Regions from separate parts of the Columba livia genome. Here region 2 is linked to region 1. The links are chromatin contacts, called in public Hi-C maps. All regions are on one chromosome and are shown on one strand. Each heading gives the region's core, a stretch centred on a gene start, on an enhancer-like site or on the middle of the called end of the contact. The rest is flanking DNA. Distances are from core to core; before and after follow the strand shown.

Region 1 (4,198 bases), core at 835-3,334:
ACAGGGAGGCTGTCTTACTGGGATGTACCACGAGAGAACTTCTGGGGAGGCTGGAAAGGTTGGACTTGAAAGTGTACCTCTCTTTGAAAAACCAGGGTTTTGTAATCTCTAGATGCAGCTTGACTTTGCCTCCAAGAAGTTACAGAATTTATTATTATTATTTTTTTTAATTTTGGATACATGTAGTAGATAAATCTCAGTTCTGTTCACATAGTGGTGGAATACTTGTAGGTAAAAATAACAAATGGACTTGAAGAAAAAACAACAAACAACACACACACAAAAGTCAACAACAAAAAACTTGTGACTACGAGATTGAATACAGGGTGTATCCTCATCTGGGTTTTTTGATGTGTGGCAGGGAGGGTGGGGTTACAATTAGAATAGCATGCACTGTGGATCGGTGCTTAATTTGTACATAAAAAGGAAAACTTTGTTTAGGGTAGTTTGTATTGTAAGGACAACATCTAAAGGCACTGTGTATCGGTCATTTATTTCCATTTAAAAGATTATATTTTTGAGCAATGGAAACTGTACATGTTCTCATTTATACATTGCTGATAGCTAGGAATATAGAAAACCTGTTGTTACTACCCTGAAGATGTATTTAGCTTGTCATTGGTATATACATCACTGCATCACTACTTTATGCAGATTCTCATGATCATTTATTTAAAGAGACTGTAGTAACTGGTACAGTTGCAGCAGGAATTGTAACATCAAATCTTTCAGTATATCTCAAATGTGTATCTTTGTGATTAAGTTTAATCCTGTACCAAATGTTTGGCTGGAATTTCATTTTGGAGCAATGACAAAATAGGTGCTGGAACAGATTTCCCTCACCCCAACCCACACTTTATTTATTTAATAGGTCTTGATTTGTATGTTATGTTTTTCCCCATAACAGGTTTGTGCCTTTTATTGGATATTTATTTAAAACAAGTTACTATAATTTAGGTTGTCCAGGCTTTTTTTCAGATGTATTCTTGTACAGCTCTTCCTTTCCATGAGTTCCTTCATTTTATAAGAATACAGAATGTGTGGAAAATATACTAGCCACAAATTTGGGAAAAACTTTGAGGGTTTATGTTCTATGACTTAATAATTTTTTAAAACGAAGCCTAGGCATATAAGACTGGCTGTGATATTTTAATTGTGGAACTTTGGAATTTGTTAATATACAAATTGTTTGTTTTTTAAAACTGCTCATATCCAATTATTTGATGAAAAAAGTTTTGGAAAAAAATAAACTTTGGCACATGCAAGGTGTGTGTGTATGTGATCATTCTTGAGCCTGTCCTCAGGCTTAAGGTTTTCTGTAATACTAAGGGAAACAGTTGAACTGGGATGCTTGATTAGTTTGTTACTCTTCTGCATTTACCTTTAATATAGTATTACACCTAATTTGAAATACCGGTGTGGCTAAGCTTCTTTCTCCCGTGGTGCAGGTTCCTTGGGGAAGCAGGGCCTGGCTTCTGCGCAGGGCAAGGGACCTTTCACATGGGAGATGGGCCTTAACCAACACATACCGGCCTTGCTCATGATTTTGTAAGGGTTTTTTGTAGATCGTGTAACAAGCCTCAAGACCAAAAATCAAACACTTGGCGCTGTTAACTGTGGAATGTTTATTGCTCGTGAGCCTTCTGCTGACCGCGGGCAAGTTCCTGTTCTCAGTTTTTGGGAAGATTATTTGGTTTAGTTTGCCTAAAGTTAGGTCACCATTTAGCAGCCTCCTTGTTGTAATGAACAGGGGGTAAACATTCAAACACAGAACTATAGCAAAGCTTTGTGTCTGATCCCTCAGAAGTGTTTATTGAAAATTACTCAATAAAAGAGCTCCTCCTGTTTCTCGGGCTGTACACGAGCCGGGCGAGAACGCGGTACCGCCGCGCTCACACACACGCCTGCACACGCCGCTTCCCGCCGCGCTCCCGCGGGCCGCGCTCAGGGGACGGCCCCGCCCCGCCCCGCCCCGCCCGGCAGCATCGCCGCGCGCCGGGCCGCGCCCCAGCCAGCCAATGAGCGACGCCTTGGGCCGGCCGCTGCCCCGCCTCCCCGGTCTCCTCCGCCCGCGCGTCATCGCGTCACTCAAAGCCTGACAGCCAATGAGAGGGCCGCGTTCGGCGCTGACGTGATGACGTACCGCACGGCCGTCCCAACGGAGGCCGCGCACGCACCGTTGGTTGCCCAAGATGGCGGCGGCCACCAGCAGCGAGACGGGGTGCGGCGGGGCGGCGGCCGACAAGCGCGGCCCCCTGGGCATCCCCCAGGCGGTCTTCGTGGTGAGCGGCGGCTCCGCCGGCCGGGCCGCTCCGCGCCCGGGGCGGGGGTGGGGGAGCGGAGGGGAGGGGGCTGCGCTCCGGCAGCCGGGCCCATCCCCTGTGAGACGGCACCTGCGGCGGGGCCGCGGCCTGGCGGGCGGTGCCTGAGGGAGCGCGGGCGGCGGCGCGGCCCCTCCGGCCCGCGGCTGAGCGGGACCTGCGGCGCCTTCCCCGCCCGCACCGGCTGTGTCCGGGGGGCCCGGCCCGCGGTGTCGGCCCGAGCCGAGCCGTGCCGGAGCGCGCCTCACCCCTGCAGAGCGGGCAGGGCCGAGCGCCCCGGGGCGGGGGTGCCTTAGTCCTGAGGAGCTGGGTTGTTTAGTTCTGCCGTGCCGTTACGATTGATACACTTTACAGCAAACTCAGTTCCCCGTTTTGAGCGTTACCATCTGATTTCACTGGCCCGCTCACATGCCAATGACGAGCATGTTGTACGCACTGAGCCCTGGTTCCTTACGGCAGTTCTTCCCACACGTGTCCGTGCCTGGTTTATCGCAGACAATGCGCCCTTCCCTGCATCTTCCTCTCATGATCTAGTGCTTGACAGTTGAGCAGAATCACTGTTCCGAAGCATCCAGCCAGGCTTCCCGAAAACCAAAAAATGTCTGTCTTTCAGAATACAGGGTGAACTTGTTAATCCAACTTTAGAAAGTGATTTACCAAGCATTTAATAGCTCTGTTGACTGGTTGAAAATAATTCATCGACTCACACAGTGATGTAATATCAAAACTATTTGTTGTCCGCTCTCTGCTATAAGCTGGCTCTTGGCGTGCTATCTTGGTTGCTTCTTTATGTTGTTTGATCAATAAGTATTGATCAGCCTGGCTATACCTGGCTGTGTGGGAGTCATCTTGAAGCGTCAGATGTTTGTCCTGAACACTTTGTTTGCCATGCTGCTTTACTACTGAGATCTCCCTGCGCTTTGAAAAGCTGTATTTCTCAGATTTGTCTTCTTATCTTTACCAGAGCTGTTTGGACAGGTCAGGTATGACTGCTCTTATAGAAATAAATCGATTTGACTTGCATTTTGGTACTTCAGGTGTAGTGCTGGTATTGCCTATGTGTCTCGCTAGCGTGCAGGTCCTGAACAAACGGGCACAGTACACTTGCTTTCAGTGCATCCAGATCCTACTTTTCTCTAAGGTTCTTTAGCAATTATTGGGGTCTGGCAAATCCTACTGGTATGAAAAACCGTTGGTGCCTGTGGTGACCTTCCTGCCACTCCCTTATGGGAGACTGATGTAGACGCAAGCGAAAGGAAAGGGCCATGGCTTCAGCTGCCCTGTGAGACCTGATCATGGGGACAGAGGAGAACTTGCGGTCTGTGCTGACTCTGTGGGTGGCCACCCTGGCAGGGAACAGGAGAGAACCAGCCTCGGCAAACACTGGGAGGGTGTCTGTCACATCCCTTGTTTTCATGCTGGTAGCTGCTGCTGCAGTTCACGTTTGGTTGCATGTAATTCCCTTCTGATACTCACGTGTGAAGTATCTGATGTGCTGTATGTGCCGTGTGACCTGGGAGAGCTCTGGGGCTGTGCGTTAGGTCTGCGCTTCTCTTCAGTTCTTCATAACCTTGTGTCTGGAGGTAAAACCCACTGAAGTTTCCTAATTCTCAGTTTTGAGAGGTGTTCTAATTAAAGGCAGATGGCTCTGCTGAAGAGATCCTTGATGGTGATTTTGGAGTACTTGGATGTAGATGTTAAGACAGGCTTTTTTATTCACAATAAGCGTATGCTAAGAAAATTTTAATGGCGTTCTACTCCACAAAGTGAATATACCAGCTTCCTGAGGCTGGTTCTTGTTACAGGTTTTTTCTTCAGAAAATAGGTTTTTGATTCAAAAACATTGCATACTATCATGATGATAAAGACTTCCTGAT
Region 2 (4,198 bases), core at 671-3,170, 130 kb before region 1:
ACTTCAAGCACAACCGTGCAAATGGAAGGAACATTTTCTCGAGTCAGAGACCACCTTTTCAAATTTTGGCCCAAAGGCAAGATTCTCTGCAAAGGTGAACACTACTAAGTGTATAATGAAGTTATTTGACAAATTGATTATTTTATGAATGCATGAGTTTGGCTTTGCAAGGCCAAATTACTATATTGCAAATAGAAATGTTCTATTCACTTACAGCTTCTTCAATCAGAAAGGAATGTTAGGAGGGGACTGCTACCCCAACATGCTAAAGAGCAGGTCATATGTGTATATTCACACGTCCGTTGTATTCCTACATACTATAAACTCCAGCAAGAGACTGTCAAACTAATATCAGGCCAAATCCTTGTTATTAGTGACAAAATACTCCTCCTTAGAGGAGAACAAAACTGACAGTATGCCATTTCAGATGTCACTCTCACTTCCCTTAGAAATAAATTACATAGATATGTGATACTGGAAAAAAGTTGTCTGTCTACCTCAGGTGAGTGTGTGTAACAGACCTGTGGCCACACGTGAAATGAAACTCCACAGCCTGAATTAAAGCTCAAACAACAAAATCCTTTTTTTTTCCTCCTTCCTTTAAGAAATATATTGACCAGTATGGCACAGTAACACAATGTTGATAATATTTGAAACTATTCACTGCTTTCAAATTACTTCTCCAGGCAGGCATTCTGGCATCCTCTAAACCTTTAGCATGAACTTTTTAACAGCTGATATGCATAACATTTTGTAGAATAAGTTGTATCCAATACAGAAACCTTTTCCCTGAATAATGAGGTAATGTTCAGAATTACATTATACTGTATCTCATAGCTGTTTGCATATACAAACAATGAAATAAAAAATCAAGTGCTCTTTCCAGGCAAAAATTGACTTTCATTAATTGGAATGATAATTCTGATTGCACTAATATCAGTATTTCTGCAATTTTCTCCAATAGCAAAGATATGGCACATGGTCAACCTTCTTACTAAGTTTTTATAAGCTTCATTCCTCAGGTTAAATCTCATTCCGTTTCCAAGGATACCCAAATACGTCACTTTCCACATTCCTCATACCCTAGTCTGTCTTTTTTTCTTTCAAACAAGAAAACCTGAAGGAGGAGGCTGGCGGGCTGTGCTCCGCTGAGGGCTTGTTCTGCCCCGGGGCCGCAGTTCAGCTGAGCAGAGGGAAGGGCTGGGACAGGCGGTTCAGCCGCCCCGGGCCCTCACCCCGAGGGGCTCCCAGCTCCTGCTGCTCCCCGCCCCTCCAGGACAGCTTCCCCCGGGCCAGGGGAGCCAGCAGCGCGGGGGGCAGCAGCGGCCGGGCCCTGCCGGAGCGCACGGGCTGCGGGGCTGGCGGGTGGCACAGCCGGCCGCACGGCACTGGAGCCCGGGCGGAAGGGCCAGCACCGCCGTGCCCGGGCTGCGTGGCAGGGAACGGGGCACCCGGACCGTGCGGGCGGCGGTGGCTGAAGGGCAGACCAGGAGGCGAGGGCTGTGTCCGGCCTGCAGGGCCGCCGCGTAGGCTGGGCTCCGGCTGTGGCCCGGACGGGCCCCCGCGGGCTGCGGCAGAGAAGCGGGCGCGCTGCCAGCGGCCCGGGCGGCCTCAGGGTCGGGCGGCGGTCTCGGGGCCAGGGCGGCGCGGCTGTAGGAGGCGGCAGCGGGGCCAGACACGATCGTTCCCGGAGACTCCGCCGCCCGCCGGGTCCCCCCACCCGCCCCTGGAGCGGTACCTCCTCGGCGCTGGGCTCCTGCGCAGAGGCCGCAGCGGCAGAGGTGCACGGCTCCTCGGCGGAGCTGCACGGCTCCGCGGGACCCGGGTCCATCCTGCGCGGCGGCACCTTGAGCCAGCGGGGGGCGGCCCCACCGCCCCAAACACTACGCGGCCCCGCCCCTCCCGCCGGGCCCGCCCGCGCGTCTCGCGATACTTCTGCGGGCGGGCCGCGGGGGGTTAACGGCGGCGCGAGAACGGGGTCCTGCTCGGGACCGGTGCCCGGCGGCACCCCGGGGGTGCGGTACCACAGATCCGCAGAATGTCAGGGGTTGGAAGGGCCCTGAAAAGCTGATCCAGTGCAATCCCCCCATGGAGCAGGAACACCCAGATGAGGTTACACAGGAAGGTGTCCAGGCGGCTTGGAATGTCTGCACAGAAGGAGACTCCACAACCTGCTTGGGCAGCCTGGGCCAGGCTCTGCCACCCTCACTGAGAAGAAGTTTCTTCTCAAATTTAAATGGAACCTCCTGTGCTCTAGTTTGTACCCATTGCTCCTTGTCGTATCTGTGGGGAAATATGGTGAGAGAGAAGGGAGTAAAATGTGCTCTGCTCCCATGTCTTCCCAGAGAGGAGTGCCCGTGGTGCTGGCACAGGCAGGTAAAGCACGCGGGCTCTAGACCTCTTGTGAAAGAAGGACTCCTGGGTGAGGTCATGGAGAGCTGGAAAAAGGATAAGGTGCTGCATGAGCCAGACAATGGTACAAGGCAGAAAACTTCATACTTGCAGTTCATTCTCCTTGGCTTCAAATACTCTTGTAAATTGCTAGTGTGTTTTCCTAAGTGTTGTGGGCTTTATTTGAGAGACGAAATAATCTCTAAACATCTGCAGGGCTAAGAGGTACAACTGGAGTTCCCAGAGCAAGAGAAGCTTATAAGATTTTTTTTTTTCCATTTCAAATTTAACAATGGTTGTGTTTTTCATATTGAAAATTGCACTAATGAAGGCATTCAGCATAGTTACTGTCAACAGAGGTTTCTCACTGGCTGTGCAAGACATTCAGATGTTTAATTGCTGAGCTGTATCTTTGCTCATACTGCTAAAGGATTCCAAAACAACACTGGACATGGCAGTTTTAAAAAATGAAGAGCTCCAAACCAGCCATTTTACCTGGTGATTACTTAAGAAGGCTATATTGTGAGCACTCTGTCCAGATGAATAGGTGAAACCCTACCCTTGTACGCGGAATGAGCAATAAAAGCTTTTTCATTCCAGTAAAAAGCTCAGCAGCCGTTATCAAGATCTTTTTGCATAACTCAACAACTAAGCCAAGCAAATGGGTTATTGCTGCTCACATATACTGCATTTAGAAATACCTCTGAGACCTTTTTTCCATCCATGCATCGACCATTTTTGTGAACAAAAATAGCTATGAACTGTTTCCATGACTGCCTGATTACTCTGAAATTCAGTATCTAAATTGTGGTCCAACATAGAAGATTTAAGCTCTGTACTCCCCTTTCCATGTTGTGAAACAGCCCCAAAGCAGTAACAGTGCTGTTCCGAATTATTTAGCACCCTGTTGCCTTCTGCATCTATTGGATAGTTTGCAGCAGAGCAAGGCCCACAGTGTCTGCAGTAGCCCTTCTACATTATTTGCTTTTAAAAGCTTTGGGAAATACATTTTTCACAGCACAACTGAGAGGAGTGACATGTCTGGTTTTGAAGGAGCGTTCCAGAGCTTTTCCTAGCAGGGCTCTCTAGAAAACTGAGCTTACCGTTAGCGATGTAAAATCTCTAAAAGGTGGGAAAATTCCAGTCTATGACGCATTTGTTCTTAGTCTTTACGGAAAATAGCTCGCTAACCATTTTTAATATTTGACTTTCCTACTCCAGTTTCAAATGCTTGTAGCTTCTGTTTATGCAAAACACTCCAGTGTTTGTCACAGCTTGCTTTTTACTTGAAATTCGCAGGAACATTACATGCTGTACAAAACATTCAAGCTGCTGCTTTCTTGAAAGGTCCCTTTTGGATATTTTTTGCTTGCATGCTTAACATTTGCATTTGGCACTTTGAATAGATGTTCTTAGTTGTTTCTTTTAGACTATGTTGTGCATTCCTGTGGATCCACAGGCTATTGGCTGAAAAAATCACTTAGTCATGCAACAGTATTATCATGTGCTAATCTAATTAACTACAAAAAAACTTCATTAAGTGCTTTTTTGTACTTACTTCATATACTATTTTTTTATTCCTATCTCTTCTAATATATTTGCAAAAATCCACAGATTTTCTCTACTTGTTCTTTCTTATTTTTTTTTCTGTGTTTGGAAGGCAAGGAGCTCGCTGTCATGTTGAAGTTGTAGATTTAGGTATTAGTTCTTTGTTTACACAGGTTTATTACCCCTTCATTTGCAGTCTGCCATACACAATTACCACAGCTAAATGTGTAGTCTCCCACACCCTCAGACTTCACAGCAA

Evidence for each region. A called contact is a pair of places that touch in the nucleus more often than the background predicts.
Region 2: a contact with region 1 is called in a Hi-C map of crop, with 2.5 times the contacts expected there. The contact joins the promoter of LOC102083499 here to the promoter of VBP1 in region 1. A contact is called at or near these places in 2 of 2 Hi-C or Micro-C datasets (crop and liver).

What each region holds. Positions count from the first base shown.
Region 1 is chr12:15,614,070-15,618,267 of bColLiv1.pat.W.v2, reverse strand. VBP1 (VHL binding protein 1) reads left to right here and starts at 2,084. Exons shown (of 6, transcript XM_065077927.1): 1 at 2,084-2,282. The coding sequence starts at 2,193. It overlaps LOC102098849 (phosphatidylinositol-binding clathrin assembly protein), which reads left to right. Exons shown (of 22, transcript XM_065077917.1): 22 at 1-1,265.
Region 2 is chr12:15,746,686-15,750,883 of bColLiv1.pat.W.v2, reverse strand. LOC102083499 (probable global transcription activator SNF2L1) reads right to left here and starts at 1,920. Exons shown (of 24, transcript XM_065077937.1): 1 at 1,739-1,920. The coding sequence starts at 1,831.